Regions from separate parts of the Mus musculus genome. Here regions 1 and 2 are each linked to region 3. Evidence: chromatin contacts called from public HiChIP or PLAC-seq and promoter capture Hi-C data. All regions are on one chromosome and are shown on one strand. The core of a region is the stretch at or near the end of the contact, and the rest is flanking DNA. Distances in the headings are between cores, read along the strand shown. Region 1 has its middle 64 kb from the start of Bace2. Region 2 holds the start of Bace2 (beta-site APP-cleaving enzyme 2). Region 3 overlaps Dscam (DS cell adhesion molecule).

Region 1 (2,700 bases), core at 45-2,544, 540 kb before region 3:
GTCAGATCAAACACCCTCCTTTATGCCTTAGCACACCCACACACACACACACACACACACACACACACACACTGGTATCAAAGTGACCCCCTCAGGGACCCAAGTCTGCAGAGAACTGTTCATCGAGGTTCAAGGGAACTCAAGGTGTCTTGTGTCACTTGCTGTTATTTACCAGATTTTTTCTCCATGTTTTAATGGACCCAGATCATAAGTATCTAGCTATACAGTTCATTGGAGTTAAACAAACTGCATTGTGCTGTCTTTATCGTGAGAGAGAGAGAGAGAGAGAGAGAGAGAGATTTGACTTTATAGTGCATTATATCCTGTGCTCTGTCACTCTGTGGGTGCATTTTGAGGTCACAGTTAACGCTCAATAAACGCAAGTCTGGGTGGAGTGTCTCTAAAGGTTTAAAATCAACTCAACCCTCAGCTGGAAAATTCTCCGAGGTCAACACCCCTCAGAGCCAGCAGAGGGCAGTAGAGGACCAACCCTTGCAGAGCTACTCAGAGATGAAGAGAAACCTAGGGCTGGGGGCCAGGCATCTCTGAAGACAAAAGCTGGCTTCACATAGCCAGCCTCGAAGCTATACAGCTGTCCAATAGCATAATGTTATTTTCCCATGAATTCCAATTCTTCCTCCCCTCCCAGACTGTGCAGCTCTGGTTCTGAGCCAGTACTTGGGGACATTGTCACCTGGAAGGCATTTTGAAGGTATTCAGGGTCCCTTGCAGACACAAGGGTTAGTAAGGTACCCCATCACTAAGAGGGGCAGTGTTCAGAAAACAAAAACCTGACAAACGTGGACCCTAGACAGACAAAGACGAGTTAGCTAAGAAAACAAACCGCAGCTCTCAATACAAGTCTCCCACCACTAAATCAAAAAACAAAAGTCCCCAGTGCCTTAGGAAACCTCAGTAGCAACAAGTCGCCATCTAACATGAAAAAGGGGTTCTCCTTTCTCCTGGCGCTACTTCTTGTCTCCAATGAATTAAAAAGATCAGGACTCTACTGCAGCTGCTTCCGACCCACCCACCCGCTGCCGCCACCCTTCCTTGCGAGGCCAGGCTGTCCGGATTTGATGTTAGCAAACGCAGGCTGGATTTCAGACCCGCCCCCCCCCCCTTCCCTCCTACCTCTGACTAAAAAGAGCCTTCTTTATGCAAATTAAAGGCTATGCCATTTGACTTCCTGGTCTAGGAATGGGTTGCTGGCATTTCTTTGACCTCTTAGGAGAATAATTAGGTGATCTTGTTACTAAGCAACAGAAAGGCAGGCAATAAGGCAGCTGAGCTCTGGGAGCAGACGGAGCTGGACTCCGGAGAGCTTGGGCCAAAGGCTGTGGTGCTGTGGGGACATTGAGCTTCTTGCATAGTGGCTGACACTCGGGAGGAAGGAACCAGTGTGGTTCAACTGTCTGTCTCTCCTCCAGCACAGACAGGCCCTTCACTGGGCAGAGTGCTTGAATACCTGTTGCTAGACAGTTGCTCACAGAGGGCTCAGTAATGCAGGCTGTGCAGACCTTGAGAAAGAGTCAGGATTGTGTTCCTTTAAAGGTAGACTCTCAGGGAGACTGGTTCCTTCCACGGAATAGTTCTGGATGGTGTTTTTGTAACTCAAGCCCCAAAGTCCCAGAGAGGAAAAACATACGACATGCAATTATAAGGGTTTAATCTCTCTTCTATATATATTTAAGATTTTACATATTCAATTCCCTATTTTAGATCCAGAGAGACAGCTCAGGCAGTAAGTGCTAGGTGCATAAGCATGAACACCCGAGTCTGAGGGTGTGGCAGCCTGTTTTTGGAGTTCCAACTTGCACAGCGGACGATCCTTGAGGCTCACCAGCCAGTGAGAGACCTTGTTTCAAAAAACAGGATGGATACACCTGAGGCTGGCCTCTGGTCTCCACAGGAAAGAGCACATGTGTCCTCCACCCCGCTGTCAAACCCAGGCACATACATACAAAACTTACATTAAATTGTACACACTAACCATTTTCATGGTAGCATTTCCATATGTGCACATACTACTCACTACTCATTGATCATATCTACCTGTCTCCCTCCCTCACCCTCCTCTCTCTCTCTCTCTCTCTCTCTCTCTTTCTCTCTCCACCCTTCACTCATAACAGTTCTTAGGAGCCCTCCTGTATGAGAGGGAAAGCATGGATTCTTGTCTCCTTATGTTTGGCTTATCTTGCCTGTGATGAGCTACTTTGGTTCCATCCATGCTTTTCCTATGGATAACAAGATTTAATTATTTTTGATAGCTGAATAGTACTCCACCATCTATATCCCATATTTTCTTTGTTTACCCACTGACTTTAACTGAGATAATTCCATCACATGGCTTTTATGAACAGTGCAGCAATAAACATGCATGCACGCATATCTATGACATGCATACATCTTCAGAAGTATTCTGACTGGACCATATGGTATTCTATTATTTTTAGTTTTCCGGGGAACTTCCACAATGAGTCTCACAGTGGGTGCACTAATGAACTTTAGGAGGCAGTGTGTCAGGTCCTTCTGCCCACATTTTTCCTTCATAGCCACTTTGACTTGGGTGAGGCAGACTCTCGTGTGGCTTTGGTGTGTGATTCTTTTCTCGATGAGGCCGAGGACATTTCTCCTTGTTCTTGCCTGCTGTGTGTGGGTCTTTGGGAGCATTCTCTTCAGGTTGTTGTCCATTTTCAC
Region 2 (2,870 bases), core at 184-2,683, 600 kb before region 3:
TAACGTTTTGAGTAAAACACTCTTGAAGGTCTAAACAACCACAGAAGTTACTCTGCAGTTTCTCTTTTTAAAAATTAGCATGGCTCATCCTCTTAAAGTCTTGAATAATTTAATTAGAATTATACAAAAGTCATGAGCATGTTCTATTTATGGGTAATCACATCAGCATGACAACCCCCAACGACGATGTTAAAAATAAAGTGTCTTCATACGGTGCGTTCAACTTATGAGACAACTTGAATTCGAATTGGAGAGGGTCGGATCACTTCTGTGAGGCTTTTGTTTCCCTTGCCAGATTCCGTGCTTGGGAGCCGGTGTTCCCTGTCACTCGAAGTGTTAAATGAACATCGGCACAAGGCGGGGAAGAAAGCTGTTTGGACTGCGTTTGTTTTATCTTTGACTCGCTACGCGCTTGGTGTTCCCCAGCAGCTAATGGCATTCACATTCTCCAACCCCCGCAGGATGCATGCCTTGGCGGGTGCACGGCTCCCAGAGGCTGGGCAGCCGGACAGCTATGAGGAAGCCAGCAAACAAACTCCGAGGAAGGAAGACGGCTGGCTCTGCCCTGCAAAGAGACACTTTGGAACCGGGTGTCTTTTAGCTGAGCTCATGGAGAAATCTCTTTTAAAGGGTACTGCGCCTTGGATGCTGTCCAAGAGTCTTTTTAGCAATGAGACAGCATAGAGATGGTATCAACTCCAGTGATTTCCCTGCACCTAACAGCACCTTTTTCCAAGACCCCACCCACCACCCACTCAGTAGGTACCGCTCTTGCTGGAAGGAGGCGTCGCTCCTGGGCCCGAAGCATGTTACAGGTTCCTTCAGCTGTCAAGCTCCACGGGGTGGGGGAGGGCCACCAAGTTCTGAAACATTTGCTCACACCCCCTGAGCTGTGCTCCGGCAGAGGCTGCGCTCCCTGGTGCGTCCCTAGCGCGCGCCTCCACTCCTCACCCAACCCATGCATCTCCCTGACCCTTCTTCCCAGTGAAAGCTACTGCCTTAGGGACGGCATTAAATCGCGTGGAGTCAATTCACAGAAACTACCGCCCCCAACCCTACCTTCTGCGGAGGGGTCCCGATCAGCATCTCTAGGTAGTAGCCGCGGCCAGAGTCCCCCTGAAGGTTGTCCACCATAGCCAAGAAGTTGGCAGTAGCCCTGACAGGCTCCAGTGCGAGGGCCAGACCATCGGCCCGGGGCAACTCGGGGGTCCCGAGTCCGGGAACAGCCGAGGCTCTGTGGTTCGTGGCCCGGGCCACTTGGAGGGGCAGCGTGAAGGGCGCGGGGGCCAGCGCGGGGACCGCACTCAAGAGCCACTGCGCCAGCACCGGGAGCAAGAGTGCTCGAAGCAGCGCGCCCATCCCCGCAGCGGGGGCTCGGCGAGTCTGCGAGCGCGGTTCTGCGGTCCTTAGCCGGCCGGGGCGGGGCGGACAGGGAGGAGGCTGGAGAAGGCGGTGCAGAGTTGAACAAGTTCTCAGTCGCTGCCCCCTCTGGCGGCCGCCTCCCCGCAGGCCCTGCCCCTCCTCCGTGGCCAAGGTCAAGGATGGGCGCGGGTCGCGCCTCTTCCCCGGGAAACTGGAGTGCAAAATTTCCCCGGAACGTGCCCGGGAGGCCACGGCTAACGGATATGACGAGGCTCAGCTTAGAGCTGCTGGAAAGTTTCGGGAACCCTTAAAGGGGCAGCTAAAGCGCAAACTGGCTTTCTGGTCCTGCGCTCAAGGAACCCCCGGGGGTCCACTGTCCCTGCAGAGGCAGAAGTGCCCTTAGGACTTAAGGCTCAGAGCGCGGGGCAGGCAACTGTGAAAGAGTGCACCTCTCCGCTTGCCAAGCGCACTCCAACAGGGTCTGGCTGCCTCTCGGAGCTTCTCCCACGCGTGGTTCTCCCCTTCCAGCTCCTTAGGAGTTAGCTGGTTCTCTGAGAAAGGATTTGAAGTATGAATGGAGGCTGGGGGCGCTGAGAGCCCCAGGGATAGGGGAAGCAGGTGAGCAGATTTTGAATTTCTGAGAAGGGATCTGGGTTATTGCTCCTTCCTGCTTACCCTCCCCTGAACCCAAAACCACAGCTTGAGGAGGTAGATTTGGGCCTGGTCTTCCTGGCTTTCCTCTTGTCCTTAATGCAGATCCAATTCCGCTAGGAGCTGAGCTCAATCTCCCAGGGATTCAGTCAGTCCACCAAGATAGTGAATTACTATCAGGGTCCCAAATGAGGCTGCCATCCAGCCTTCCCCCTCTTTCATCCTCCCACCAGCTCTCCGCAGATTATCTAATTAATACTTGTTTAGCCAGACACCGAAGCCGCAGAAATGCATTCAGAGGGCTATTTTATTTCAGGTACTGAACGCAGGGGGGACAATTACAGCAGCTAAACTCATCGATTTTTTGCTGAATCAAGGAATAGGAGAAATCTTTGTGTCTCCTCCAGCTGAATTATGTTGGCTTTTTTTTTTTTTAAAAAAAACAAACAAGACCATCTTCAAACAATGGAAAGTAGAAATCAAGCGTCCCTAATCCTTAACCGGAACTTCCAGATACAAGTGTCCATGCTTGTTCCCTCCTTTCCAATGTCAGAATCCTTTCTTGCTCTACCAGGGACCTTTCTGTCCCAGATCTTCAGCTGTTCTACTTTCTAAATGGTTTTGGTTACAGGTTGCACTTTTCCCCCCTCTTAACTCTATCCAAGCTTCAAGGAATCCCCAGTCACACGAAGGCAGGCCTGATTGAATTCCAGGATAGAACCTAAATTGTTATTGCCCATAAATCTGCATAGTTATCGCGAGCTCTTACATTCATATATTCACATTTAAATTCAAGATTGTAAGGAAAGGACAATTTAAAAAGAGGTAGTTATTTACAAACCCTGGTGTTCAGTCTT
Region 3 (2,797 bases), core at 254-2,753:
CCCTGATGAGGGAGTGGGGTTCTCGCAATGCTCCTTCAAGCCTCTGGACACTTTCTGAGGACACTAGGCAACAAGAGCCTAGAGCTCACCAGAACACTAGGGTTGCTCTTTACCAACCACCCCCATCCCTCCCTCTCCGCAAGGCAGCATAGAAGCCTCTTTGCCCTGCCCCTGCAGAAAGGGGAGAAACAGCAGTCTGCCTTTCACCAGTCTGAGGAGTCTAGTGTGGATGCTTCCTCATTTGGTAATACCTGAGATCAAGGCAAAGGCAAGGTTAAGCCGGTGCACTCCAGCTGCCCTCACTGCCAGCAGCAACTCTAAAAGCAAGAGAGAAAAGATGCTGGTAACTGAAATATCTGCACAAGCCCTTGTCCCACCCCATGTACATCTATTACTCTAGAGGGAGGGTAGGGAGAAATTGAATGGAATGGGTGCAGGCAGGAGAAAATGCAGGTGGGGGGAGGTGCAGGGGGGGGAGGTACAGGTGGGGGAGGTGCAAGTGGGAGGAGATGTAGGTGGGGGAGGTGCAGGTGGGGGGAGGTACAGGTGGGAGGAGATGTAGGTGGGGGAGGTGCAGGTGGGGGGAGGTACAGGTGGGGGGAGGGTTGTGCAGGAAAAGGGCAAGGACAGATGAAGAAGTGCAGGTGAAGCATCGCCTGGTGGACAGAATTGTAGTCACAGAGAACTGTGTAGCTGGGTTACAGAAGCCTCAGGCTAACTGCCCAGGAAACCCAGGAGCGCCTCTGCTCTCAGTGGGGGAGTGAGGTCATATCCTAATAGCATGATAATGCTCCCCAATACAAAGCTTGCTCTCCTTAGGAACGAAGAAGTCCTTCCACTTTAGGGTTTCGGTAACATCCATGGCTTCAACCCATCCATGTAGCCTCGGTTCCAGGACTTGCACTTTGTATCTTCATCCCAAGAAGCAGATAAAAGTCACTGACAGTCTCCCGTCTCGGGGGAGTAATCCTCTGCTGAGCCTCCCTCACAGCTGTAGGGAAATTCTGGCAGCTGAGCCACTGCAGGAGCAGCACGGTGCCTTTGGACACAGACAGGGACAGGAATGATAGTGGGGGGTGCCTGCCGGGCAGAATTCTCACCACCACTTAAATCTCTTGTACTCCTAATGCCTGATCAGTTCTCCTGATGCCAAACAACAGTGAGGAGCAGAAAAATTGCCAGGGCAGAATCCAACCCTTCTGCAAGCAATTACAGCGAGGCTGAGCTCGCTTACTTATTTTAAATTAATTCTCTTTGGACTTCAGCAATATTGTCCATGTTTGTACTGTGTTCTATTTGCCCCCCCCCTCTGGTATCTCACTTTTTATAAGTGCTGCTTCTGTGCACCATGGCTCTGACTTCAGGACAGAACCAGGTCTGTGACTTGTTTGCAGCCTCCTCGTGCTCATCTCCAGCTGTGCATGGCTCTCACCACAGGTGCTCAGGGATTTCTAAGCAGAGATGCTAGGCTGCTTCTGGTCAGTGTGGGGCTCGGATGCTTTAAGCAGCTTGCATTCTCTCAACACCCACTCCCTCCCTCCCCCCACTCCTCTGGAATCCCTCTCTGAGGCCTCTTAGATCTGTGTCATAACAAATAAACTGCAAAGGAGGCGCAGCAACTTAATGAGGAGAAGGAGAATCGTCCACTGTGGTGCAATTGTGAATTTTAATAAGACCTGGACTGGAGCATGGGTGATAAAGACGATCGTAGCCACAGTAAGAAAGTGGCCAGGCTCACCGCAGTTTAGCAGGTTAGGAAGGGTCTCCTTTGTGTTATCTAAAATCATTGGGCCTCAGTAACATTCATCATCTGTTTCCCTTTAGCTGAGCTTTCTGGGGTTTGGGAGATGAAATGAATATCCAGATGGAAATGCAAGGTAGACCTTCCAGAGCCCCCCACCCCACCCACCGCTGCCACAATGCTACCAGTGTGTGTCACTGTATCTAGGACTTGATAGGGAAATTATGGTAGGAAGTAATAAAGGATATCCTAAGGGAGTCCTTTCTTGCTTTGTGTCCCCCTTTTCTCTCTGTTCAGAGCCCCAGCCCTTTAGAGGCCTTGGGAGAGAATACAGAAACAAGATGTAAAATCACAGGCTAGTCTAGAATCTTGAATGGTTGCTATGTTGCAGTCAAGGCAGGGCTTGGTGACCTGTGCTCATCTGAGAGCCCAGTGCTCAGAAACTACCCATGCTGGCTCTACACACAGCACTATCTTATCATTTCCTTATAATTTTCAAGGGACAGCCCCATGTTTGCACTTTGTGTCTGTCTGCATCTGCTGCTTGTAGCTGCCACATGAAGTAAACCTCAGGAGAGACGCCAGTCTCATCCTATTTTGCAACCAGAACAGACTGTTCAGTGGTTTGTTTGTTTTTTGTTGGTTTTTTTTTTTTTTTGAGATTTCATATATGTTTTAATCATACTTACCCTTCATCCATTTTTGATACACATAAGGAAAATAATAAAGAAGTCAGTTCCATCCCCCCTTCCTTCCTCATCACTATAAAAAAAGAAAGGCCATATTTGCACACATATATGCATGACAGAACATATCTGCATGCGTGCATGTGTATCTGTGTATAAAACAAACCAAAGCTAGGGACCCAAGCTTGATTCCTTCCTTGAAGACTTAACTTCCCCACTGTGTGCACGTATGTGTACACGTGTATATGTGTGCATGCACTTTCATGAGCAGGTGCATTCATGAATGCAAATGAATATGTCCCACAATGACTTGTAGGGGTCAGAGGGTGGCCTCAGGTGTTATCCCACACATCCTACCTTGTATGAGGCA

Evidence for each region. Promoter capture Hi-C pulls out the DNA fragments that hold promoters and counts their contacts. HiChIP or PLAC-seq counts read pairs in DNA pulled down with a chosen protein or histone mark.
Region 1: an H3K27ac HiChIP or PLAC-seq map of oligodendrocyte precursor cells shows a contact between it and region 3, with 12 times the contacts expected there. The contact joins two enhancer-like sites. A contact is called at or near these places in 1 of 484 Hi-C or Micro-C datasets (cortical neurons), 9 of 115 datasets of contacts at active chromatin or transcription factors (VIP interneurons, differentiating embryonic stem cells, embryonic basal ganglia and 6 more) and 1 of 9 other capture datasets (embryonic stem cells).
Region 2: a promoter capture Hi-C map of neural stem cells shows a contact between it and region 3. The contact joins the promoter of Bace2 here to the enhancer-like site in region 3. A contact is called at or near these places in 6 of 39 promoter capture datasets (the 3T3-L1 cell line, the C10 cell line, cranial neural crest and 2 more) and 1 of 115 datasets of contacts at active chromatin or transcription factors (embryonic stem cells).

The regions. Positions count from the first base shown.
Region 1 is chr16:97,291,290-97,293,989 of GRCm38.p6, reverse strand. No RefSeq gene overlaps it. Among named protein-coding and RNA genes, the nearest start is that of Bace2, 64 kb to the left of the region's middle. Within about 2 kb of position 1,294, at least 60 of the 459 cell types and tissues checked have an H3K27ac peak or open chromatin away from gene starts, as enhancers often do. A contact at or near this core is called in VIP interneurons, neural progenitor cells, neural stem cells and 1 more, where this site is marked.
Region 2 is chr16:97,355,291-97,358,160 of GRCm38.p6, reverse strand. It overlaps Bace2 (beta-site APP-cleaving enzyme 2), which reads right to left and starts at 1,433. Exons shown (of 9, transcript NM_019517.5): 1 at 1,060-1,433. The coding sequence starts at 1,359.
Region 3 is chr16:96,755,982-96,758,778 of GRCm38.p6, reverse strand. The region is part of intron 11 of Dscam (DS cell adhesion molecule); the gene reads left to right. All of the region lies in intron 2 of Gm32509 (a long non-coding RNA gene), which reads right to left. Among named protein-coding and RNA genes, the nearest start is that of Gm32509, 38 kb to the right of the region's middle. Within about 2 kb of position 1,503, at least 30 of the 459 cell types and tissues checked have an H3K27ac peak or open chromatin away from gene starts, as enhancers often do. A contact at or near this core is called in VIP interneurons, embryonic stem cells, neural progenitor cells and 2 more, where this site is marked.